2 separate regions of the Arabidopsis thaliana genome follow, and region 1 is linked to region 2. Evidence: chromatin contacts called from public capture Hi-C data. All regions are on one chromosome and are shown on one strand. The core of a region is the stretch at or near the end of the contact, and the rest is flanking DNA. Distances in the headings are between cores, read along the strand shown. Region 1 holds the start of NIP5;1 (NOD26-like intrinsic protein 5;1). Region 2 holds the start of AT4G10290 (RmlC-like cupins superfamily protein).

What was found. Capture Hi-C pulls out chosen DNA fragments and counts their contacts.
Region 1: a capture Hi-C map of shoot shows a contact between it and region 2, with 2.2 times the contacts expected there. A contact is called at or near these places in 3 of 26 Hi-C or Micro-C datasets (leaf, rosette leaf and shoot) and 2 of 3 other capture datasets (seedling and shoot).

What each region holds. Positions count from the first base shown.
Region 1 is chr4:6,430,375-6,437,360 of TAIR10.1, reverse strand. It overlaps NIP5;1 (NOD26-like intrinsic protein 5;1), which reads left to right and starts at 1,965. Exons shown (of 4, transcript NM_117106.3): 1 at 1,965-3,087; 2 at 4,813-5,232; 3 at 5,497-5,558; 4 at 5,636-6,200. The coding sequence starts at 2,851. The coding sequence ends at 5,831. AT4G05780 (a long non-coding RNA gene) reads left to right here and starts at 6,786. Exons shown (of 1, transcript NR_141911.1): 1 at 6,786-6,986.
Region 2 is chr4:6,378,590-6,385,762 of TAIR10.1, reverse strand. AT4G10290 (RmlC-like cupins superfamily protein) reads left to right here and starts at 3,934. Exons shown (of 2, transcript NM_117097.3): 1 at 3,934-4,164; 2 at 5,565-6,062. The coding sequence starts at 4,043. The coding sequence ends at 5,805. It overlaps AT4G10300 (RmlC-like cupins superfamily protein), which reads right to left and starts at 1,312. Exons shown (of 2, transcript NM_117098.3): 1 at 1,000-1,312; 2 at 1-21. The coding sequence starts at 1,199.

The sequences.
Region 1 (6,986 bases), core at 716-3,215, 54 kb before region 2:
TTTAATACTCGGATGATAATGTATATCAACAGCCATTGAGGCTAGATTTGCTTCTAAGAACTATATCGGAGCTAACTGCCAAACTTGTCCTTCATGTACAGTTTTTTTAAATAAAAAAATTATAGACCATAATTTATGAACACAACTATAAAAGTATTATTTTATTTGTTTTATAATCGAGGTTCTATTCGAATGTTCCACTTGCATGTACTACATGCGAAAGGAATCAAACAAGCAAAAAAAAAAATGAACTCTACGAAGGATGATTCCTCTCTCTCTGGCAATAGCAAGCATTTAATGAACAATAATTAAGGAAAAAATTACATCAATCAAGATTCAAGACGAGGAAAGGTGAATTCGAAAGCAAGCATTCCCTGCCACTAAATTACTTTTCCAATTGTCTGAAATTTACCCTAAAATAGGCTAATTTAGACGGTCTGAGGAATCTCTTTTTGTATGTCTAGTTAAAGTAACTAAAGTAATTAAACCCTTTTTGATAAAAAAAATTAAACCCTTAATTAATAATTTGATTTAATTCCAATAATCACAATCAATGGAACAAGTATAGTTGCTTTGCTTTATGTTGAATAGAACTAAACAATAATCACTTTGAGTTTTGACAAATCTCCTTTTTGTTTATTATCATAATACAACTCACGAAGCTCCTCCCCACGTTTCGGAATAATCATTCACTTTGATATTATACGGTATAATTGTACACACAAAAAGAAAAAGAAAAGAACCTACGAGGAAAGAGGGGGAGGTCATAGGAATAAATTAAAGAGATATATCTTCATCTTTTATTTTGTTCAAAAAAACAGAGTGCATTGTACAAATTGCATTTTTTTTGGGGTACCTAATGTAAGAGAATAATAAGCAAAGTGACACAATGTCATTTGTGTGTATATGGTATACCACAATATTGTATGTATTCTTTTGTCATCATAGATTTAGTTAAGTATGTTAACTTATTAGAGAAAGGGGTGTAATTAATGTTTTTTGTATGATATCTCATTTTGCAAGTAGTGTTAATCAATTATATTTATAAAATGTGATATCATGTCACAATATATTTTGAATTAAACTTCTTTTATTCGAATTAAACTTCATATTCTACAGCATTAAATACCTTTTTAACACAGAAAATCCATTATTTTTTGCCATCAACTATGTCAAATCTAAAAAATCAAGCCACTAACACGTTTTCATTTGGCCAACTAAGAAAATCTTAATCGTGAGAAATAGCACAAGAGATTTACTCATGTCATCGAATGCCAGTTTTGCAAAATATTGCGGACCTAAGTTATGTTGGACCTGTTTTACATTGTAGAATCATCGCGACGAAAATCCCATTGAAAAGAATTTAGATAAAGCGAACTTATGTCTAAAGCAATTGCTTTAGGTCAATTATTTGATAGTAATATTGTCAATTTTCAATGCTTCTTCACTAGACTTACACAAAGGGCCAACTTATGTCTAAGGTGATTGCTTTAGGTCATTTAAGTTAATCTCTTATTTTCTTTTCTTTTTTTGGACAAAAAAGTCATTTAAGTTAGTCTAAACTAGTTATATCTTGTATTATAAAATTTAGTTAAGATAATTCTTTTTTAACTCAAACACCTATTTCCTATCCTATGTTTTAATATAAGTGATGTTTAAGATTTTGGCACAAAATTAAAAGTCATTTCCTTTTTTATTTAATACAAAAATTATTTTTAACTAAATATTATCGCATCAATAATAAAACAAATTGTACAGATAAAAAAATATTACTTTAAAATAATAAAAAATTGAAAATATCAAATAAAATGAAAAAAAATCAGTGTGAAGAATATTAAATAAATAAATATATATATATATATATATATATTTGATATACACTTAAATTTAAGTTAATTTTATATATGAAAAAAAAAATGAAATTGGTTCTATTTAAATATTGTTACACGAATCAAACGCTCTTCCCTAGACTTAAGAGAAATTTTATATTCAATTATTGGAGGGTCGTGGGGTGGCGAATGAGTGATGCCCTCACCGCGCATGTGCAATTCCTAACCGTCACACACGGAGAGAATTACTTAGATCCAACGGTAACGAATCTGCCTGTGACAAAAGCACCGGTGACTTTAGCAGTTCAACAAAATCTCAAAAAGAGAGTCAGTAGATGAATGAAGCTGTTATATAAAAGCAATAAGATATTGGAGTTGACTTTTTTTTCTTATAATTCATTTTTTTGGGTTCAATGCATAATAATCTCTTTTCTATATAAAACACAAACACATATAAATATAACATAAGCTCAAAGACTAACCAAACCCATCATCTTCATTCCAACTTCTTTTCTCTTTTTATTCACAACCTTAGCTTTGAGAATCAGTCTTTGTTCAGTGTTAACGTAGGCATATCTCTCTATGTGTGTGTTGTCTTTGCTTTTTATAAGATTCGGTTTCTGAGTTTGGTTTTTATTTCTTAAGGTGGCTATCTTTCTTGTTCTTCTTCTTAAAACGTAGTAACAGCTTTATAAAAATCTTTCAAAGCATGTAAATTTAAGTCCTAGCTCCATTTTCGTTTTCTTCTTCTCAAAAAAAAAAACAAAAAAAAAGTTTTTGATCGATTGATGAGTTTTCTCATTTATTGATCTCTCTAGTTTTAACTTGTGTTTGGTGAAACCGGTACTGGCGAAGTTTAAAACACAAGTGTAAACACAAATTTATAAAAATTTCAAATCATGTAAATTTCGTCTCTATCAATTTATTTCCCCTCACCAAAAAAAAACAAAAAAAAATTAGAATTTAGTACTTTTATTTTAAACAAAAACCAAAAAAAAAACCAAAAAAAAAAACGTTGGAAATGGCTCCACCGGAGGCTGAGGTGGGTGCGGTAATGGTGATGGCTCCTCCAACGCCGGGGACACCGGGAACACCGGGAGGACCGTTGATCACGGGGATGAGAGTGGATTCAATGTCGTTTGATCATCGGAAACCAACGCCTCGATGCAAATGCTTGCCGGTGATGGGATCAACTTGGGGTCAACATGACACATGCTTCACCGATTTTCCCTCTCCTGATGTCTCCCTCACTCGCAAGGTTAGCCATCTTCCTCTTTTTATTTTATTTTACTCATAATTCTTAGTATATCTTATTTTTTTAATATATATAATTCCAAATTACCGTAAGAAAATCGACTACAAATTGTATGTTAAGTGGTTTGTGCTAGTAATATCAATATACTCATTCGTCACCATCCGGATCCATAACCGCATATTGCATATTGTCAGTAAACCTAACAATAGAATTACAGTCAAAATCATTAATATTTTACATATTTTAAGATTAAGAAAGTGTTATCAAAAGTTTTAAAATTTCTGGCTAGGAACCCTACGTAAGCCTAAAAATTACAATAGCGTTATAACCTTACAAAGTAAATATCTCATATTTTATTTTAATCTAATAAAAGAAATCCAATGGCTCGTTCATTAGAAAACATTGGAATCCACGTTGGGAAAATAATGAATTGGGAAAAAAAAAAATGAGATCGAGACAATATTATAAATATAGATGTACTATAGGGAAACTCACAAATCGATCGTAATTTATGGTTTTTGTAAGCTCTGAAATACAGAGAAGTAGTGACCAAAAGATAATACTTCTTTATTCTTGTAACCGATTTTTATTATTTATGTATATGATAAGATATTGAAAAAGATCATAGGGGTTTACGTCACACTTGGAGGAGGTTTTAACACGACATGAACTAGCAGTCGCAACCGAGAATTAAATTGGCAAATAGAAAGAGAGTGAAATTAATGTACAAACAAAATAAGTCTAAGAAAAACTAAGAGAAAATAATAGTATAACTCTCGAATTAAGGCCCACTCGATCTCAACTTAATTTATTCAATGGACACCGACTCACCTCATATTTCAATTTTATGGACTATATGTATGTTAGTTTATTGATCTTGTAACAATTAGTTTATTGTTCTTGTGACAATGAGCTAATAGTCTTGACTATGATAACATTAATAAAATTAACACGCAAGTTGCGTAAATATAATGGTTTGTTTTTGTTTTGACGAAAAATAAAACGGTCACGCTTATTTATACTAAACGAAAAATAGTTAGATTTAATCGGTTTTGTTTTGCAATGACGAATACAAAGTAGTTAAATATTACGTCAATTTACTTGTATTGTTTTTGTGAAAGATCTATGTTACGTATGGTTTGGTTAGGTCTTTGATTCATTTAATTGTTGTGAGCGTTTTCTTTTTCTGTCCATGACGGAAGCAGCGCCACCGGATGGGATTCTTTTAGCGCAATCCACGGCTCTTGTCCTTTTATCATAACCAATAATATTACTCTCTAGAGTTAATCATTAACCAATAATATAACTCTAGAGTTAATCATTAACCAATAATATTAAAGTAGTGTTGTAATTCTTATGATTAGTGTTAATTATTTACGAATTTTTTCCTTGATATATAACATATGATTAATATTATGATTGGTTGATGCTCGTTAACGTGGAGGAGGATATAGACAGATCACACGCTATAATACTAACCGTTGACTGTATTTTACTAACTAGTAACTACTAATGACAAATTTTGAAAAATTGGACAGCAGAAATAATACTAATTCAATAGTTTTATTGCTTCGACTCAGAACCCTCTAGTTATTAAAAAGAAATTTTTTATTTTCAAGAATACAAAAACTGTATTCTTGTTAGACAAGAAACATCTCTTTCTTACTCTCTAGCCTCTATTCATCTAGTACTTGTTTAACATTGCTATCTTGTATGTGTGTAATGCAGCTTGGAGCCGAGTTCGTGGGAACATTCATCTTGATATTCACCGCGACAGCCGGTCCAATCGTGAACCAGAAATACGATGGAGCAGAAACCCTAATCGGTAACGCTGCATGCGCAGGACTCGCAGTGATGATCATAATACTCTCAACAGGTCATATCTCAGGGGCTCACCTAAACCCATCACTGACCATAGCATTCGCTGCTCTAAGGCACTTCCCTTGGGCACACGTCCCTGCTTACATAGCGGCTCAAGTCTCAGCTTCCATTTGCGCTTCATTCGCACTTAAAGGAGTGTTCCATCCTTTTATGTCCGGTGGTGTCACTATTCCATCTGTTAGCCTTGGACAAGCCTTTGCTCTTGAGTTCATCATCACTTTCATTCTCCTCTTTGTTGTAACTGCCGTCGCTACCGACACTCGTGCCGTAAGTCTCTCTTTCTTTACAACTTTTTGAGGTTTTCTTTACAAAAATTAGGGTTTTGATATTTATACATCCAAAAACATTTTAAGAGGAAAAAATTTTTTTTGATGGGATGGTCCTTTAGTATATAACCTCTATACGTAAAGAAACACGAATACAATAAAATAGATCAACGCATCATGCATCCTATACAGATTAAATAGCCAGTGATAGTAATTTAGTAACTAACCCTAATTAAAATCTTTCTTCATTGGGTTTAATGAGCAGGTTGGAGAATTGGCAGGTATAGCCGTTGGAGCCACGGTCATGCTCAATATTCTAGTCGCAGGGTATGTCCATATTAAAGGTTTTTTAAGAGTCTTTACTTTAATAAAAAAGTTTCTAAAACACTTCGGGTTTTTGCCAGGCCATCGACTGGTGGATCTATGAATCCTGTGAGAACTCTAGGACCAGCCGTTGCATCAGGAAACTATAGGTCACTATGGGTGTATCTGGTGGCTCCTACACTTGGTGCCATATCTGGTGCAGCGGTCTACACAGGTGTTAAGCTTAACGATAGCGTGACTGACCCGCCTCGTCCGGTTAGGAGCTTTCGTCGTTAAGTGAGTGAGAGACTTGTTTACAAGTCTTTTGCTTTGTATAATTTTACTGTATGATTATGTAATGATATGAAAAAGCTTTGGAAGCTTGTGTGAAGAATAAAAGGCGATGTGACTATAAGTCCACGCATGGCATCGGTCTATATAAACCTGATGCGAACTTGTCTCGTCATTGTCAAATTGTGTCTGTGTAATAATACACTTTTATGTGTGGTTTGGGTTTCTTTGTTGGTTTGCTGTTGTATGTTACCTCGGAGACGAGGCTGTTTTTATTAATAAAATCTATGGCATGTGTAATGTGTTGTGTGTGTAAAGAAGTTTCTGTTCAAAACATTGTTTACAACATTGATTGAACTATTTCTTATGTCGGAGATTTTGTGAAATAGCAATCTAAAGATTCGGTTCAATTTAACACGCACAAAAGAAACCATTAAGGGACGGTCACGTTAAAGAAAATTAAGTGGACATGAATTTTACAAAGATATGGTCCAAATAAGCCCATGTAACACGAACAAAAGTGGCATTCACCTACAAATCCAACGAGTTTTTTTTTTTTTTTTTATTATTATAATTAGAAGCAAACCATTTAAATTTGACAACGTTTCTTTCATGAAATGTTAAATTTCTTGATAGAAAAATAAGAGTTTATATACAAAAGTGGGAGACGACAAAACGCGATGGTTAAACTAATGAATGGTTCGAGCACGACACCATCTTTGAAGAAGCAAACGTAGCTATGGACACTCTTTTTTCTTTTTTTTTTTAAACAGTAGATAAACTACTCGATCGATTAGATATTGAGTTTTCAATAATACGCATAAGATAATTAGTCGGATGTTGTGTAGGTTATGCCGACCATCATTCTGTTCTTTCCAAATGTAATAGATAATTGTTTACAAAATAAAAAAGAAGATATTTGTCTGGAAAAGTAACCGAAGTAAGTTATAGGTAAGAGTACCAAACTGAAGCGTGGGGAGAAGGTGAAGAGTGCATCCCAATCTGGATCCGCGTTTGTCCCAAACTGAAGCGTGGCGAGAAGGAGATCACCAACTATGTCAATCTAAACCGTAAACGTATAGGGGAACACATCAAAATAAAAATTGTCCCTCATCTCACTCGACTCACCACAGAATATGCAAGATTTAAAACAGCCACATT
Region 2 (7,173 bases), core at 2,685-5,184:
TTGCTTGGAGGACAACCCCACCTGTAACCATCAATTTCACATACAAAGTAAGAAAAATCTTCATCAACTGCTTTATAGCAAATGCCAAAAGAAAATCAACACTGAGAAACTTGAGCTATCTAGCTTCTACATATGACAAAAGAAAGAAGCTAAAAGATTGTTGATTGTTGAATACACTTAAACAAAAACAGAAACTAGAGCAATTGCAGATGACTTATACAGTAGCAACAACAAACAAAGCTTCTTTGAGCAAAGAATAAAGGTGAAAACTTTCGGTCAATTGATGTAAAGATTTGTCTAATTTAACCACACAAATATGAGTTTTAGCAATTGAAAGTTACTAATGCCATGAAACTTGCTTGGAGGACAAACCCCACTTGTACCATCATTTGACCCACAAAATATGAAAAAATGCAGCAACTGCAAATAACTTATGCCATGGAAATCGATAATGAGAACCTGCAGCTCTCTGGCTTCAACATATGCCATGATCATGGAGATTGAATTCCACAACACAACAACAACAACAACAAGCTAAAGACTTTCTTCTCCGGGCAACGAAAAAGGTTGAAACTTTCAATTGGAGGTGGATCAACTGACGTAAATATTGTTGAATTTACACATAATAAGAGATAATAGATCAGTTGGAGATCACTAATGGCTTTAACAAACAAAGCTAAAGACTTTCTTCTCCGGGCAACAATAAAGGTGCAAACTTTCAATTCCAGATAGATCACTTGCCGCAAAGATTGTCCAATTAACCAATAGTAACAGAAACTAGATCTCTTGGAGATGACTTATGCCATTAAAAGCAATTCACTACGATACTACAGCTATCAAGCTTCTACATTTGGGATTATCATAAAGACCAGATTCATCAACAACAACAACAACAACAAACAAAGCTAGAGACTTTCTTCTCAGGAAAAGAAAAACAAAGGCTAGAACTTTCATATTCAGCAACTAACAAATGAAGAAGAAGAAGGGCAAGTAGATTACTTGGGCCAACTACGAACACCGAGTTGGGTTAGTTTGGACTCAGGAGGATTCTTTTCAATTGTAATCCCTAATTTCTCAGTAGACTCAGCTCTAATCGCAGCAGCCATGGATGATGGTCTTCTTGAATTGTAGGGTTTGTTTGATCTTCTTGTGAGATATGGATTTATGCTTGTTACATTCACAACACCGATGCAGCCCATTTTTGCTTTCCCTTTAACTTAGTTGTTCTCAGCTTACAAAATGCAATAGAAAACTCCATTTTAAATTTTTCATTTTCTGTCCAATATAATCGTATAGCATATGATCCATTCATGCCTCATCTCTTGAGTTATTAGTTACGGCTTAGTTAGATAATTTCTGTCTAATTATGAAATTGCCCTCACATCTTTTGTTATTGACGAAAGTGCTCCACATCTTCGGGTATTTTATGAATTGCTCCACATATTTGGACTTATTCGGAAATGCTCCACATTTTTATGTAATTACGAAGTTGCACACATCTTTGGCTATTTTATTTGAAACTTTCACTTGTGAATCTTATCCATGAAGTTATATATATAAATATTAGAGATAAAAGCAATTTCGTCTTTTTTTTCTTCACTTTCACAAAAACTATTCATAAGAGACTACACAAAAACTAACAAAAATTTAAAACTACTCTATTATCTAATTACAAAGTTAAAATTACTGTATTTTTTTAAGAAGACCTCTTAAAAAGATGTTTATCAAATTCATCATGTATACTAATATACTAGGTAGTTTATCCATACTATGTACGGAATGAAATGTTTTTCATCTGATACTACAAGTTCAACTGTAATTTATCTAGAGTAGCCATTCTCATGGGATTGGAGAAAGTTCTCAAAACATGAGAATCAATTAGGCCGTCTATGATCCATGACAGCATAAACATTTGTGTAAGGTCCAAAATTAAAAAGACCTATAATTATTTTTTTTTGCTGTAAGATTTGAAAAAAATCAGAAAAAGTTATAAAAAGGGTCAATATCAAAAAAATGTTTAAGATAAAATACCAACAAATTTATAAATATAAAACCACAATTTAGTTTTGTGTATTTTATTGGCATGGTCTAAATAAAATGCCTATTTTTTGTTTTGCCTAAGGTTGTCAAAATGTTTGAGACGGGACTCAGATTAATCGTGAAACATTGAAATCATGAGGGAGAATTGGAGCATTTTCTTAGTCGCATATCACATGGATTCTTAGACAAACTCTCCTCAATTTGATTGTGATTTCTACAAACAAAAACAATTAGAACTCAATTTATGAGTTATTTTGACTCTTTTCAAAATAATAAAAAAAAAAACTCACATTCTTCATTAGATTAAGATGACTTTTCACACTTGATTCAGAGGATTTTCTCTTTCTTTAAGAGGATTTTTTGCATTTGATCGACACTTAGAAAAACTTTGATTTTTAAACAACAAATATTTTTTAGAGAGAAGCTTATTAGATTTTCACAAAAAAAAATAGTTTTCATGTTGGGCAGGGACAAGCCTAAAACCATGAATGATTTTAAGAAAATACTAATGTAGAGCAAAAAATGGATTCTCGTAGAAATGATAATTAAAAAACTAAAAAACTTAAATGGGAACAAAAAGTTTTTCTTAAAAAACATTTCTAGGAAAACTAAAGCCTTCAATATTAGTTTGTAAGTAGATTCAGTTTTTCCAAAAATCTATACTATAGCCATTCAGGATTTTACAAATTTGGTTTTTCTAAATACAAAATTAGAGAATCCAGTTTTTGAGAGATTTTATCCATTTTCAAAGAAAAAACTTGAGAGATTTTAATTCATTTCCGAAGAAAAACTCAAAACTCTCTTCTTTGTTTTCTTTTCTTCTTTTTTCATATTTCAATTTTTATGATTAAGTAAATGCATTGTAGTCTTTGTTACAAAAATTCTTATATTATTGATTAATATATGAGATTTATATGTGTTAAGAAACATGTAATATATTTTAAACTTTTTGAAAGATTAATTGCTTTTTAATTGAAATTCTGTTTATTTATTTATGTGTAATTGTAAATATAAGACTAATGACAAAATCTGTAAATATCCTAGTAAAATTGGGTTGATAATCGCTTTGTGAACGACATTTCACCGTGACATTTTTGTTAATAATACGAGAGGATAATATTTTTATAAAAAATAATTATTGGATTCACTCCTAGCGGTGAATCTCTACTATTCACCAGCTCTTAAGATTTAGGGTTCAAATTTTACAATTCAAAAAAAATTGTATATCGATTTGAGTTTATAACAACAAGGTTTAGGGTTTAAATTTTATAATTAAACAAAATTATATGTCAGTTTGGGTTTATAAAAATGATAAGAATTTAGATTTTTACAATTAAATTGAATTACATGTCGGTTTGGTTTATAGAGATTTTGTTTCCTGAATTTGTTGTGTTTTATTATTTTAATTTTTATTTATTTTAAATATAGTATGATATGACATGTTGTGGTATTTTGATTGGTTTGACTAAGAGTATTTCTCAAGTAATTTATAATGGATAACATCTACTTATTCTATAAAATTCATCATGTCCTTGCGACCTGCATGAAATATAGGACTCGTATAACAATCTTGTGAATTTTATCATCTATCTACTTTACATATTTAACACAATCAAAAACTGATAACGACAACATCAAAATTATATTCATGAGATTTTTCATGTGTCGGGAGAGTCTCAATTAATTTCGTCCTTTTTCTATAGTGACATTACAAATATTTCGATTGTATTAATATCTTCGGTGTCCCTAAAAAAATCAGTACTAGCCACACTAAAAACATGGGACGGCACTATTTACGAGTACTAGAATTATAGCAACCACAACTTTCTCTCTGTTGTCATGTAGTTCAATGTGTTATTATCAGGACGTACAACCTTATTTCATTTACGGCAATGTTACCCTACTATCGTTGTTACGCGATGGTTTTAAATATGGACACATCTTTTATGAAACAACACATATTCATCTCTTCTTTGTTCATCATTTAGTTTGAGTTTCAACTATGGAACTTAATCATGATTCGATATTCGCTCCTGAGGTTCCCACTGAAATTCATGGAGTCAAGGTCATGAGACAAACTTCGGATGCTAAGCTTGCTGAACTCGGGGTTACCTCTTGGCAATTGTCGGTCTTCTTTCCTATACTTTTGATTTCTTTTTTTTATTTATATAAATTTCATTTCAATGGCATAAAATATATAGAAATTAGAGTTTTAAATAGTATTTTTATCCCTTAACGATTAAAAATACATAAAATTATCATGGGACACTAATTGCCTTAGTATTCCTATGGAATGGAGGTCAAGAGTCATGGTATGTTAATGTTGATCTAATTTCGCAAGTTACATCATTTTCTATTACTTTAGGATTTTCATTTGTTTTTGTTAACCATGAGATTTAAACCAAAATTTCGACATAACCTGAGAATCAGTATTCTTATCATTTAAATATTGAGTTTGAATAAGAAAATGTGGGGTATTGTTGGAGTTTATTATATTGTATACATAAACATATGAATATTTACATAAAAACAAAGAGATGTGTCGATTAAGGAAAATACACATGTACGATTGGTTGTGAAAAGACATCACAACAAAGAGGAAGATACGATAGAAAAATCTATTTCTTCTCCAAAATTAATTTATCAGAAACTCAAAGTAGATTTGTTAGGATTTTGTAAGGTGTTAATACAGAGATTGATAGTTGTATATTGTAAGATAAACACCCATAGAATCTACTTACATCAAAGTAGGGGCATAATTATGTCTTAGGAGATTGCGATATCGCAAGTCTCTATCAGCTTACGTTCATTCACGTAAGAAGAAGAAGAGATCATAAGTAAATTATTGTTTTAATAATTATGTATTAATTCAATAACAGAAACATAGTTATGTACGTGTGTGTTGATTTGCATCTATAATATTGGAACAACATTAAATCCATGAAGGTAAAACAATGATAAAATTGACGATGAGAACTTTCCAACAACATCTTGACTTCTTGTCCCAATAATCTATATACTGATATTCATTTAGTTAGGTCCTACAACAAGAAATATTTTTGATTTTTGACGGAATTTTTAGAGATTTACGTATAAGTCCGTCATAAATGTTTTTATATAGATTTTCAATGAATGGATCATCAAAAATCTTTGAAAGTTTCTGAGAAAGATAAATTCCCGATCATTAACTAGCAAATTTTGAAAGATTACTCGTAAATTGTACTACATCACATCGAAACTTTTGTTGAAATGTTTCTAGCGACTGCCTTTTCATATTGATCAAATGAAACCACCAAGATTGATACCTTAAATATATGCTATTGTGTTAGTCTTTCCAAAAAGAAAATAAACGAAGAAATATATATATTTTTGCTATATGGCAGGTGTTAAGCCTATGTGCTCGAACATTAGTTTAGGAAAAGAAACTGAAACACTGATCAACCTTAAAATAAGTTGCATTTGAAGTCATGAGTCATATGTACATGTATGGTTGACTAACTAACTGTGAGATCAAACTTAAGCAGATGGGAAAGCATGCCTCGCAAATTTCCATGGAAATTTAAGAAGACAGAAACAATGTACTTCGTCGAGGGGAAATTGAAAGTGAAAGTAGAAGACCATCACAAAGAAGGAGAAGCCTTAGAATTTGTGGCAGGGGATTTGGTTGTGTTTCCTCAAGACATGAATGTTTTTGTCGATGTAATTGAAGATGTGAAGAAACGTTATTATAGAGAGTCTGAGATTGAAGAATCTGAGTTACCTTAAAAAGCATAAATTAATGGATTTAAATCTTTTTACTTCATAAGGCAGCTAGACCTATATAAGTTTGTTTTAAATCTTGATCTAATATATGTCTTTACCTTGGGATTTGGTTCAAACCTGTAATTGTCTTCATTTTAGAATCCTTTAATTTGTTTCACAAAACACCATTATGAGGCAAAAACATATTAGAAACATCGGCCACAACATTTAAAAGAAACATATTAATGGCCTTTATGAAAAATGCCCAGTTATTACTTACTTACTTTTTTCCAAGCTTTTTATTTTTACTAATATAAAAATATTATTCCATAAATACCACTTAAATTTTATTTGATAATTGTTTGCTAACAAAAAAATATTTTATTTGATAATTTCGTTTAGTGAAGTTATTATATATTAACCAATTTTTTTACGAAGTTATTTTATATTAACCAATTTTTTTTAATCATCATATTTTTAACATTTTTTAATTAAAAGGTAATTGTAAAGTAATTATGTGTGGGAATTTTTTTAATTATAAAGAGTAGAACATGTATTAATTTTGTACATCATCTACATATACATTTTTGCAGGCATTTTGTGAAATAAATCCTGGAGTTAAGACTTATTTACAATGGTTAATACTGAATTTTAATTATTTAATTCTTTTTTAATTAATGGTTTAATTTTTTTACGAAATTAATTGTGTAACAAACCAAAAAGATTCAAAATATATGGCAATCTCATATGTCACGCGAAACACAATAAATTATTTTTTCCTTATCTCACCTACAATATTGACTAAATCTAAAACAACCAAAATTTGAAATTTTTGACTTATTTGTATTAAATTTCGGCATTAAATTAAAACAAACATTGTGAAACAAACCAAAATACATTTACAATCTCGTAAAATGAGCAAACCTAATTATATAGGGAATGTTCCGTAATAAGGCACTTTGGGAAAAAGTTTAGACAAAACAGGCACTTTCCAAGGTTGAGACACTTTTCTTTGTTTTTGGAGTGAAAATAGACCATTATACCCCAAATAAACTGAATCACGAAAAGAAGAATAACCGGTCATTGGTTTTGGTTTGTAATTGTGTGTACCAAACACGTGTAGAATAATGGGTTAATTCGGATCAAATGAACGTGGTAAGATTTGCAGTTTAAATAGAAGTTAATGAGAAATAATGACCGTCCGATCATATAACAATTAAACGGACGAGAAGATGGATTTGTCTGCAAACATAACTAACTTGCGTTATGTTAGGTCTTCAGAGATTGGTTTCACAACATAACTAACAAGACTTTGATAGCAATCTTATGTTTTCTGTAAACAATTAATAATAGAACTAAGAATGTTGTAGTAAAAATTGACTGCTTTTCAGT